2 separate regions of the Danio rerio genome follow, and region 2 is linked to region 1. The links are chromatin contacts, called in public Hi-C maps. All regions are on one chromosome and are shown on one strand. The core of a region is the stretch at or near the end of the contact, and the rest is flanking DNA. Distances in the headings are between cores, read along the strand shown. Region 1 holds the start of mindy3 (MINDY lysine 48 deubiquitinase 3). Region 2 holds the start of nmt2 (N-myristoyltransferase 2).

What was found. A called contact is a pair of places that touch in the nucleus more often than the background predicts.
Region 2: a contact with region 1 is called in a Hi-C map of hematopoietic stem cells, with 2.0 times the contacts expected there. The contact joins the promoter of nmt2 here to the promoter of mindy3 in region 1. A contact is called at or near these places in 3 of 18 Hi-C or Micro-C datasets (fibroblasts, hematopoietic stem cells and an unstated tissue) and 2 of 4 datasets of contacts at active chromatin or transcription factors (caudal fin and embryo).

Annotation. Positions count from the first base shown.
Region 1 is chr16:31,393,220-31,399,642 of GRCz12tu, forward strand. It overlaps mindy3 (MINDY lysine 48 deubiquitinase 3), which reads left to right and starts at 1,703. Exons shown (of 15, transcript NM_001077756.1): 1 at 1,703-2,356; 2 at 3,017-3,096; 3 at 4,114-4,174. The coding sequence starts at 2,263.
Region 2 is chr16:31,700,269-31,707,261 of GRCz12tu, forward strand. It overlaps nmt2 (N-myristoyltransferase 2), which reads left to right and starts at 5,271. Exons shown (of 12, transcript NM_001199754.1): 1 at 5,271-5,447; 2 at 6,209-6,326; 3 at 6,426-6,570. The coding sequence starts at 5,335. fam171a1 (family with sequence similarity 171 member A1) reads left to right here. Exons shown (of 9, transcript XM_073926083.1): 9 at 1-3,518. The coding sequence ends at 1,642.

The sequences.
Region 1 (6,423 bases), core at 453-2,952:
ATATTGAGTTAGAATGCTGTTTTTGCGAAAGCTTTAATGAAACTATTTCACATTTATTTTTGTCTTGCCAATATACTCGACTATTTTGATCAATGTTGAAGCTTTTATTGCTCGTAATATCTTAAAAACCTTTTCCTTATCTTATAAACATGTGATGTTGGGTTTTTATGTTAAGGATCGCTCTTTAAAAGATGCTGGTTTTATTATAAATTTTATTTTATTATTATGTAAATTTCACATACATAAATCCAAGTTTTCCAAAAGCAAACCTCTCTTCATGGTGTTAGAAAAAGAGATTCAAATGTATATAAAAGAGATTTCTCAAAATAGAAAAGCAATTAAAACAATTAATATATGCTCCTCCTTTAACATTTTTACATAAACTGTTTGTATATATGCATTTCCTGTAAAAAAAAAAGTGCATTACTAACTCTTGTAAATAACTAAAATTATAAAATGTGCGAAACATATTTGTATGTAATTTGATAATCATGTACCCTCTCCTCTGTTTTTTTCTCTTCTCCTTTGTTTTTTCACTTATTTCATTCTTGTTAAGAAATGTAAAGTGATTGTATTGTATTGTATAAGAAAACTGTACATGCTTGTTCTTGTTAATAAAAAAAAATGTTTCGTTTGACTTGCTTTCACAAAACTCTGAAATTCTTGTTGCATATTATTATAAAAGATTGAAAGTAAATGGAGTAAAAATTGAAAAAAATGTAAAAAAAAATTTTTTTTAATTAAATTGCGCTTTAAATCGGTTAAAATATTTGCAGAGAAATTAAAAGTGACAACTTGCTGTTGTCAGCAAGTAAAAGTGTCATTTAAATTGCACAAACAGACAGATTGCAAAAAAAAAAAAAAAACTATTAAGAAGTGTATAGCACCAAATATGGGTGTAATAATAAAAAAGGACATGAGTCAAATGTTTTTAAATGAAGTAAACAAGTCAGTTATGTGCTTGGAGAAATGGGGTAAAGGTTTTTTAAAACCATAATTGTATTAAAATAATAAAAAAATATAAAAGAAGCGAACAAAAAAACTATATATGATGATTAGATAATTACTAAATGTAACTTTTGTGAATAAACTATTTATACAAGAAAAGTATAGTACTTGCATAAATAGTTTATAAAATTAATAAAAAATTTCTAAAGCAACAGCAAAAAAGTTTTTGATTATTTTATAAACTAGGAGCATTTTATAAACGGGGATCCCTGACACATAGATGAACATATTTGGGGTCAGTAAAAACAAATTGTTTTTAATCCAGTTTGCATCATCTACTTTCAAAAAGAAAAACAGATTTTTGCTCTGACCATTTAAACACTGTGCACCTTGCAGTTTACGAAGTAACACTGGCTCCAATAAATCACTATACCCTCTATGGGAGCGCCGTCTTCGCAGTTGGTATTTTAAGAATTTATGGCAGCCTAATCTCTTTCTTATATAACATTGCTTAGCCCAGTTCACTATATTCAAGCTCAGCCTCCGTACTGTAGGCGGGCTACATCGCCGCGTTGCCATCTGATTGATGGGCAGATTAGCCAATCGAATCTCTGCCTCGCCAGGCGTCACCAGAACCTTCTCGATTTGAACCAATCTCTCACAAAAGTCGAACTTGAGGTGGAGGCACGTAGTAAATAAACTGAATGGACCACAGAGCGGTCTGCTTTACCCATAACGAGCAATTTTCATTGATTTTTTCCTATTTTTTCTAGGTGTTGTGGAGTGCAACTGACAGCCGTTGGCTACTCTTAGAATTGGCTGTCGGAGGAACGAGCTAAACGTTTGTTTTGGACGTTAGAAAACGTAGCAAGCGGTTAAAACCGTCTGCTGAGCTGCTGAGTGAGTTTCTTCACTGAGGACATACCAGGCCTGTCCAGTTAACGTTAAACGGACAGAATAGAAACCTTGAATTAAGGTACCCAGTGTCGGATAACCCACAAGACAGCATTCATTTCAGGTACAAATTGTATGAGCTGTTGTGCTGTGCTGTCGTATTCAAAGGCTAGCGTTCATTTAGGGTTTTGGCGCGAGATTATTCATTGCTGACGGGACAGTTTACGCATCGGTAGCGCATCCGTGGCAAATGCCACCTGCTCACCAAAACCACATTTGTAAGATTCAGCGGAATACAGAAGCAGGCCAGGAGGAGTGCGCTAGCCACGTCGAGTACACTACAGCGGTTAGCTGTCACAAGGCTGTCCACTGGTCTTGATGCATGCTTTGAGTCAACATTAAAGACGACCGAGAGCAAAAATGTCAGATACGAATAAAGAAGTGGTGGATCTGGTGTGGGGCAGACCCAGCGGTGGAGGAGTTCCTGCATCCCTGTTCCGCAGGTGGTCTCAAGGTAAGAGCTGTTGAGACTTCCTTAAATGCTTAGTAATGCTAGGTTGTGTCAGTTTCAAAGTTACAGATATTGCATAACCACTTTACTCAATTTATAGATATGCATTTGAGTAAATGATAATGACATTTCATGCTTGATGACATTTCTTCATTACTTACATTACAAAATGTAGTCTGTAACATTTTTGTTGCAAAAAAAATCAAAAAGTGACATGTTTCCAGACGTTTAATGTCATGTTTAGACAAAACAATATCACTGTTTTAACATCAGGGTAAAAAAATCTATATATGTTGGAATAACCCTGATTTTCAATCATTTGTTATTCTTACCAGTTGTCATTTTAAATATGTTTATCATATATTTGAAATTTGTAATGTTTGTATGCTTTTTATAGAATAAAACAAATTTTATTATTTTATTTAAATCCATATCTAAAAATCAAATCAAGAGGAACAGGCAACTGTTTATTATGATAATTATTTTCCCGTAGTTGACTGTACATCCATTACTGGTAATGTAACGATTCTGCAGTGCTCAGCAAAGAGCTGTGCCAAGTCCATGTTGCTTCACTTTGACTGCTTGCCCTGTTATGAATTGTGATGCATTGCTAAACAAAGACATGTGACACGAGGTTTGTGATTGCTGCATTGCTTTCTACAGGCTTTGTGTTCAGTGAGACTGAGCGTTCTGCGCTGGAGCAGTTTGAAGGTGGACCATGTGCTGTCATTGCACCTGTGCAGGTATTAATCTGCTTTCTCTTTAGGCGTATTATTTCTCTTAATAAGTAATTATGACTATTAGTCAGCAACAAAGTATGTCTACATCCACACCTTTGTATAGTCCTTAAAATAAAAGCTGCATTGTAGTGATATGACATATAGACAGGTGACAAATTAAAGGAAAATCTTGGGGAACTGGAGCCATTCTGAACCTATTTTCTGTTGTTTAGATTAATGTAGGCATAGGACAATAACCAGTTTCAAGGTTTATCATGGTTTGGAGAAGTCAAGGTTTTAAAACCACTAAACTTTTCTGTTAAATTGTTCCCAAGGTATATGTAAGGGTTTTAAAATATAAATGTTTTGTGTTGTAAAGAAATGTGTGTTTTTGAAACTAATGGACAGAGCAAAAGTCAATGATTTATTTTCACTATTTAGCCAATGTCAGTTGTTTAGGTTACAAAACATTCTTCCAAATACACTTTAATAAGATATAAACACCTTCTGGGACTTTTAAACCAATTTTCTAAATGGCTTACAATTTGAGATTTTTCCATCAAATAATTGCAGGCCTCCCACGGGTCATGGTGGGATTCCTGGAATATCATGGAATATTAAAAGGTCTATTCCTCTCATTGAAAGTCACAGAATTATATTTGTTTATTTATTTTGTTTGTCCATGTCATAGAATATCTAGGATTTTTGGTTGTCACTTCAAATTTTAGTTTCCATTTTATCGAAATGTTTTTTTTTTTACCCTGCTGTTTTCATCTTCCTTTCATTTTTCTTCTGTTTGTTTTCCTAATGAGTGGAAAGTGCACAGCAACTATTTACATATTCATTTGAATGTGCTTCTCTTTTGTGAATGTTCAAATTTGTATATGCCTCAACTTATAAAATGTTATTATTTTATTTTTTTGCAAAACGCATATTTTCTATATAATGCTTAGTTTTGATGTAATGCACACTATGCAATTTTAACTTTTTTTTCATGTGCTTTGTTTATTTAGTTAACTTTGTTTACTTTGTGTCCCTCAGGCTTTCCTGTTGAAGAATATTCTGTTTAACACTGAAGGATTGAACTGGAAAGATATCTCAGGTTTGCTCTGCATTGTTTCAATCCACCTTACTGTTTTGGATACTCAATAATAGGGCTGCACAATATATAATTTTAGCATCAATATCATAATGTGCGCATTCGTAATAGTCACATTGCAGAATAGATTGTTTCAAGTGATCTGGTGAAATTGTATTCGTATCACAGAAAAACTTAATATTGTAATGTCAGATTTTTACATTATGGTGCAGATTTACTCAATAACACAGGGGACAGGTGTTTTTATGACTGAATATCTCTACCTACTCCCAGTCCTTTTTAAATCCATTCATGTTATGCATCTAAAAGTGTGTTCTTCATATTCTTCTGGAAAATTGCTGTATACCTAATGGTAAATAAGGTTGAGATTTACTACTGTGTAGTACCATTCTAAAAAAAATTATATATTTTTTTTATTTCACATTCATAATACTATAGAGCAGAGATGCCCAAAGTGGGGCCCACTGGCCAAAGTTGGCCCATTGTAACCTTTAATTTGGCCACCATCACATCTGAGGGAAGTTAGAAGGATGGAGAGGGTTGGGTAAATTTGGTAAATGAATCAGCTTTTTTTTTTAAAATGTAAATACTGTCATGCATAGAAGACTATGCAAAATACATCAGTTAGCATATCAAGCAAAAAAACTAGTGTAAATCTGTTATAAATTAGATTTTTTTGTTTTTACTTTAATAAATTAAGTATTAAATGTAAAAAAATACTATATTAGTTGCTGTAAAACAATCTTTCCTAGTCATTTTGAAATATATTATTTAATAAATTAGCAAATTAGGCAGCTATATTTACCTCCAACCTATTAGCCTCAATCAAGTTTGGTTTTTGGCCCTTCATAAGAAAAAGTTTGGGCACCCCCGCTATAGACCCTTATTTGAAAAATGACTTGAAATTTAAAACACAGAATTGTTGTGTAAGACTTTGGGCTCTATTTTGACGATCTATGCGCAAAGTGCAGGGTGCAAACGTATTAGGGGCATGTCAAAATCCACTTTTGCTAATTTAAGGACGGAAAAATCCGCTTTGAGTCGTGGCCCATTGTCTAAAAGGGGTTGAGCTTATTTTCTTAATGAGGTGGGTTTTGAGAATAAACCATCATAAATCAGAGTCTCATCTCCTATTCCCTTTAAGAGTCAGTTGCATTGCGCTATACCGCATTTGCTGTTTACATGACGTAAAGTAAGTGTAAGTGGAAAAACTAAGCATTTCACTAGCAAGAAAACAGTTAAACAGAGCATCTACACCAGTGGTCACCAAACTTGTTCCTGGAGGGCCGGTGTCCTGCACATTTTAGCTCCAACACTAATCAAACACACCTGAACAAGCTAATCAAGGTCTTACTAGGTATGCTTGAAACATCCAGGCAGGTGTGTTGAGGCAAGTTGGAGCTAAACCCTGCAGGGACACCGGCCCTCCAGGACCGAGATTGGTGATCCCTGATCTACACCATGAGAATGAGACAAATGATAAACTTTCACTTTCGCTCTCGTGTATTGACCTTATTCTCCGCAGACGAGCGGGCGCTGCCATTTGAATCTTTTTGGCACGAGACTTCCGGTCTCATTCACTTCCATTCATTTTTAGACATTAAAAACTGCTCGTTTCGCTGTTTGATGTTGCAAACTGATATTTCCTTGTTATATTATTTTACTTGGTCTGTATAGTCATGCAAACATTTGTTTGTAGAGCAAGTAGTTTAACCGTTTTTTGCCGTTTATTATTCCTTGTCATTTCTCCCATAGGCGACTGAAACGGAAGTTATAAGACAATCGCGAAAACAGGCGCACTTCCGCATTTTAGAATAAGGTCAATAGGGAAAGCTTGTACACACAGACATCAATTAGCCTATAAATAATTAATTTCATTTGTTAAGCGCAAATATTTGTTTCAAAACTATTTCTAAATTCAGTTCTAATTTCCAGCAAACAAATAAATGAACAATAATAACAGAGTGTGTTTAAAAACCTGAGTTATATCCAAATACACATGCTGTGCCCCATATGGTCTAAAACCTGACGGGTGGGCAAATCTTAGCTTAGCTTTTAAAAAAAAAACAAATATAAATTCGCATATAATAAATAATATTGCTAATAATAATTATACAATTATAACATTATACAAAACCAAATGGTCATGAATGAACTGAAAAAGCCTCCCGAGAAAAAGAAGGCATGAAAGTATGTTTTTTTGTTTATGTAGGCTAGAAAATAATGTTTTGTAAAATTTTAATCCTTTATAT
Region 2 (6,993 bases), core at 4,021-6,520, 310 kb after region 1:
TGCTCACCGGAAGTTCACATTATCCTCAGCTTTGGATGGCTCTAAACGAGACCAGGCTACTTCCATGTCCCACCTTAACCTCATCAATGAGACTCACCTTGACCAGAACGGGGCAGAGCCGGACATGCACACACCTATGCTTAAACCCACTCCCTACGACTCCTCCACCAATGAGCTTGCGACTTCGCGTGGCGAGCTTCACAGCCGAGGATCCAACCACTACAAACACTCAGTTGAAATATTTCCTCTCAAATCGGCTTGCTCAAACAATCCCTCTGAAGGTTATGATTCCGCTGCTGGACGAGGGGAATACCGACGGAGCTATACGTCCATTACGACTTCGTCCGTCCATCCCCTCCACATGTCTGTCTCCTCCTCTTCGCCTCATACCTTGCATCACACCACCTCTGCAGGACGTCTCTCTTCGGAGAGTAAATCAAGCTTGCGGGATCAACGTCTGTCTCCTGTTTCGGCCGCAAGTCCTGCCGGATCTCCAGAACGGGAGCAAGGAATTGAGCGACGGACAACTGATTACTTGTTGTCCCGCTCTGTAGACCATCTAGAGCGTCCTGCCCCACTTCCCCGACCTGGAGCCCTGCTCTGCTGTACCTCCGAACTTATAGTGAATAAAGGGGAAGAAACCTACCGCAAGGCTCGCCCCACCCTCGTCATCCCAGCTCACTACATGAGACTTCCAGGGACGCACCCTCTGTCTGGCCAGGCACTGCTGTTGCAGTCAGATGTACAGAGCGAATTGGAAACCATTCAGGCGGAGCTCAGCGCATGCCACCAGCCCCAGGGTCAGGTTCTGCACAAGGGAGAGCAGGAAGGAGGGACACAAGGGATGGGGGAAGACCAGGGTGGAGGAGCTGATGAGTGGACACTGCAGACAGCAGCTCTTCCTGCTGATCTCTCCATCCCCAATTCTCTCAGTCAGGCAGGACTGGATGTGGTGCAGATGAACGGAGAAGATCAGCTTCTGGCTGAAAAGACTTTAATGGAGCTCAGGGGTGGGAAACCGCTCCCTCACCCCAGGGCTTGGTTCGTTTCTCTGGACGGACGCTCCAACGCGCACATCCGCCATTCCTACATTGACTTGCAAAGGGCTGGATGCAACAGCAGTTGTGTCGGAAGCAACGACGCCAGTCTGGACTCTGGTGTTGATATGAGCGACGTCACACCGGGGCGGCGTGTTCGTGATAAAGTTGTTGTTAAAACTGAACCTGAGGCTCAACCTGCAGCACCTGTGGTTGGACATACACCGGTATTGATTGTAGAGGATTCAAATGCCGATGAGGAGAACAGCGGTAGCCCCACGCCAGTCTGCAGCCCTGAAGAAAGTGCTCTAAAGGGTTTACTGCAGGAGAAACAGAGCGAAGAGGATGACGAAGGGACTTTGTCTCCTCCGTCACCTCCCCCTGAGATTCCTTCACCACCTCCTCTACCTGAGCCTGTAGTTGAAACTTCAGAGGATACAGGGATAGATGGTGAGGTTTTTAGGACTGAGGAGACTCCAGTACACATGAACAGCAGCCGGCCAGACAAACTGCTCGTCCCTGATGACGGAGGTGAAGACGAGAACAAGAAAAGTCCATGGCAGAAACGAGAGGAGCGACCACTACTGGCCTTTAACCTAAAATGACATGCCTTTCAATGAGATGGTACTCCCCAAATTCTGTTATCCTTTACTCATTGTTATGTTATTACAAACCTATTTGACTTACACAAACAACAGTGTACCTTTATCAATTAATGCATCCTTCTAAATATTGTACCCTGCAGAACTTCATCTGGGTTTACAACCTTGTGATTTGAAGGATGACAGAAGCTTTATTTTGGGATGAACCATCTCTTAAAGTGCTTCCCCTGTGGTCCCTAGCTGGACTGCTGAATGGAGTTGCCTTATGAGCGCAGGTCTGTGCGTGGCTGTTTGCCTGTGGCAATGAAAGCCAAGAAAGCCATAGCACAAATAGATATTGGAACAGGTCTGCCTCCAGACTGAACAAGGAAGAACAAACTGATGTTTCCAAGCAAAATGGACGTCATTAAAACCCAACAGTCTAATGCACAACGGCTATGGCTTTCCAGACATACACTTTGAGCAAAAAATATTGCAAGCCATTGTATTGAAGGTGAAATGTTGTTTATGCTTTATATGAGATGCTGCTGTTTTTGAGCAATATGACATCTAGTGGCCACATGTGTACACTGCAACTACACCACTAAGTGTTTCCCAGCACTTATTTTTATGGGAGGACCGGTGGAATGTCTTCCACACCTTAATAGATTTAAAGACACATAAAACCACTATAATGGGATCTACAATCTAAATCACACCTGTTTTAAGTTTTATTTGTTTCACGCATTAATGAGTAGAATACAGCTGAAGCTTCGTAAAGCCAAATAAGTTTACATAATGCATCATTTGTTCGCCTTTTGGCTGCGTTGAGCACAGATTTTCTTGTGCATTTCTTTCGTGAGTAGGATTTTTGCCAACACTATGCATTACTTTAAACTGAAGGATCATTGTAGCTTTAGTTTTGCCTTTTTTATTTGAACCACTGTGTTTTAATTTCATTGTATGTTGTTATTTTATTGCTTTTGCCTTATTGTGTGAAGTGGACGGCATGTTCAGACGAGAGTTGGATACAAACACACATGCATAAAAAGCCACCAGCTTTCCTTTTCCCAAACTCTCACTTTTGTCTTAAGTGCCTTTCTGGTGATCATTTATACACGCAAGTAGATTTCCTTTTCCACTGCATCATTATCAGTTAATGTGATGTTGTTCTCAGTATGTTGACATGGCATTACACTTCGTTGATCTCATTTTATGCGTGTTAGTGGTTTAATGTTGTTTCTGGAAATACAATGAGTTCCAACGGTCAAATCTGGGATCCAATTAAAAAATTGCCATGTACAATTTAATATGAATCACTTAAGATGTTGAGAGGATTGAAACAATGCGTAGTTAATGTAAAATGAGAAATATTTATGATTCAATTTAGATCAGATATTAGAAATTCAAGCTTGTTTATGCCGTTGCCGAGTGCTGCTGTCATGCTAAATGCCGTTTTTTTTTTCCAGTAAGCTATTCAAATATTCTGTTGACAGCAATACAAATATATATTTTACATGATTATTATTTTTTATTATTATTTTTTAAATATTTTTATATACAATTTTCACTAATAATCTCAGAGTTTTTTACCCTGCTCAACGTTCAGTGCGTTTGTGATTATGATTTTATATTTTGCTTGTATGTATGTACATATTCATTCACCCAGTTGTTTATGCCTGTGTGTTTCTCTGTGTGTCTGCTGCAGACGCAATATGCAGTGTGTGTTTGTACTGATGAAGGAATGAAAGCGATGTATCATGTTTTGAAAGCTGTTGAAGGTCTGGCTTGTTGCCTGGGTAACCACTTGGCTCTTCAGCAAATTACTTTGAATGTTTGTACTTCTGGTTGCTTGTATTATAATTCAGGCATATTATTCCAATAAAGCCGAAAAACCTCATCAACAGTGGCTGAACATCATTTTCACGATTTCTAATTACAACCAAGTCAAGAGTTTGAAATACATGCGCCATGTAATATTGAAGCGGTATTAATAAAAATGACTTGACTCAACACTTTAAATAAAAAGTATTGAAGAATGACTGGACGTGTTTCAAGTAAGGGTGTTTACACAACCTTGCTCATCAAATACTAATTAATAAATGTTATAGCTTTGAGGTCATGAATCAAGGGCTTTTGAACAGTTTGGTGAGATTTTACAATAATGTCAGAAGAGGTTCAAACTTAACAGTTTGATAAATAAAGGGACCAAGCCGAAAGTAAAATGAATGAATGAACTTAACCAATAGATCAAAGATGCCCAAACTAAGGCCAACGGGCCAAAGTTAGTTTGGCCTGCCATTGCATCTGAGAAGAGAGGGAGGAGAATGGGGCCTGTCTTTTCAAATATATATTTTGTTTGTTTTATTGTTAAAAGCTAATTGGAATGAAATGTTTTAATTAATTATTGTAAATTAATCAGATTAAGGTTAAATGTGTATACCTGATGGATAGAGGACAATGCAGAAACTTTGGTGAGCGAATGAAGGCAAGGGCAGATTCTGCTTTCTCTTAAAAAGTGGGCCTTTTGCTGTTGTTTACATCATTTTCCATTCACTTAAGAAGTATTAGTAGGTTGCATTTTAGTGATATTTTAAGCTTTTTTTTATGCTGGATTAGCTGGTTGCATGGTCATCATAAACTTTTTGATGCACCAAAAATATTTTCTTAAGTTTTAGAATGAAGAAATATGAGTACAATACTTATTTTTAATACAAATTTGTTATATCATTAGAAAAAATAGTAATATGTTAGGTTTAAATAAATATCATTCATTTAAATAACAAACTGGCCAGCACATTCAATCTTCTTCAGTCACATTGAAGCGACATGCAGCAGAGGATTATGCTTGGTGTTAAAGTCTTCTTCGATGGGTTATTTTCACAATTTATTATGGCATAGCAGTCAAAATGGGACAAATAAGCTCATGTATGGCACAAATTCTGGACCTTGTCAGTGAGGGGTGGGTCTTTCGAACAACCTGAACACGCCTGTCTACGGGCCTGTTCAGATTAATAATTGGCAGACAGTTTTATTCAAAGTGGCTTTCCAAAATTAGGAAGTAATCAAAGCAACAAAAAAAGGTAAATAATTTTATGATTCCCAATCTGATGAAAATTACATACACATACTGGCATACATGTGTTTTAAAAAGAAGAAAAATTGGAATGGAAAAAATAAAATTGTTAGTTTAAGATCAATACATATATAATTTTTTTTTTACAAACACACACACACAAGTGTTGAAACCAAAATCCTTATTATTTATTTGTCTATTTTTAAGAATGTTTGTTATAAAAGGGTCACACAAATTCAAATTATTATTATTACATATATATATATATATATATATATATATATATATATATATATATATATATATATATATATATATATATATATATATATATATATATGTGCTAATATTGCAACAATTTAGTGATTGAAAATGATACATCAGAGCTATACGTTAGTTGCCAAATAAACATAATTGTCAAGACCTCAAAACTTTCTTTAGTTCAAACATTACTAATAAACCATTTAAACATGTTCATACTGTTCAAACCGATTCATTTAAACGCGTATCTTCGCGTTAACCTTTCCTCCTCTCTATTTGCACTCTGACGAGCTGTTAGTGGCAATAATCGGTAGACGGTGCTGTTTTCCGTCGTTTTTATTGAGTGGTTTCGTCGTGAGGATTTGCAGCAGATTCATCCATGATGGCGGAGGACAGCGAGTCCGCGGCCAGCCAGCAGAGCCTGGAGCTGGACGACCAGGACACCTGCGGCATCGATGGAGACAACGAGGAGGAAAATGAGCACATGCAGGGGTGAGCACGAGCCGAAAGACCCGCCGTCCGCCAGTGCGAGGATCACCCGCCGCCGTTTTGCTGCCACAGAGATGTAAACAAACGGTTAGCTTAGCAACCAGGTATCCATGAGGAGAGCTAGTGTATTTTAAACCAGCATACTAATATTATAGCTCGTTAATTATGTAGTGGGAAAACAGCGCTGCAATTAATGCATTAGGGAGACATTCCTGAGATATGCCGATATTTACTTAATGCAGCGTTTAATTTAAACTTGTTAGCTGTAGCTAGCTTGATTTTAATGTTAAAGCATTTATTAAAGCAATCGAATAAGTCATCCAGTCCTTTCTCTGCTCTATTTCGGTAAGTTACATGTGTTAGTCCGCGTTCTTCTGAAGTCGCCAGTGTTGTTGAGAGCAACACAATAGCAGAGGAAAGCATCCGTCAGCTTTCATTAGTGTGTCTTCATTGATTCTGAACAATACAAACACGCTTGATCCTCTTTATGAGCTGAGCGGCAGCATTGCAGAGTCGAGCATCTTTGTCAGCTCGAGGATGATGTGAACAGCTCTCTCTCTGTTGTTGTCAGGCAGACTAACATCCCCCAGGAAACACCATAAAGTTTGACCTGCTTCCATGAATGGACTGTCACTTGGTTTTATGGAAGTCACCCTCCGTGTGTTTGTCATAGCACATCGTTGACGCGTTCGCCTGTCATGCACGTCTCTGAACTGCTTAAACTGTTTTATGTATTGTCAGTAAGGTATATCTGCTTTGTTAAGGAGTCCTGGTGGTGATCTTGGTGCAAAGAAGAAAAAGAAGAAGCAAAAGAGAAAGAAGGAGAAGCCAAGCTCAGGAGGAACCAAGTCTGACTCTGCCTCTGATTCTCAGGAGATAAAGGTTCATTGATCTGGTTTAATGCATAGTATGATGCTGTCAGAAAATAGTTTTCATTTTTTATTTTTAGCAAAGCTGATTTGATCTCTGTTCCTGTCCTAGAACCCTGCCATTCCCATGCAGAAACTGCAGGACATTCAGAGAGCTATGGAGCTCCTGTCCACCTGTCAAGGTCCAGCCAAAAACATAGACGAGGCCACAAAGCACAAGTACCAGTTCTGGGACACTCAACCTGTGCCCAAACTCAGTAAGTCATACATCTCTGCATGCTTTTATTAGTAAATGTATGCAATGTATGTTTCATTATTGCTCAAACAGTGTTGCATTTACCAAGATAATCAACTTATTGTGCATTTAGGAAACATAATCTTACCATAAACATTAGAATGAGTCTAATCACAAGCATAATACTGATTTCTTTATTCATTCTTTCTGCCATGGTTACTGCATGTTGCTCGTAAAAGCTTTTTTTTAGATTTGGACATTATGACCAGCTCAGAATTGACCCTTTGCTAAGCCCCGCCCTCCTTAGTTACTGTTCTTACGCCTGTCAAGCTTTCGTGCCTGGCACGTCTATTACAATGTTATGTATGCACCGGTGTCAGACATTCCCAGGGATATAATTAGTCATTTTTGGCGATCAGGTGAGAAATCTGAGAAAGCCACACAA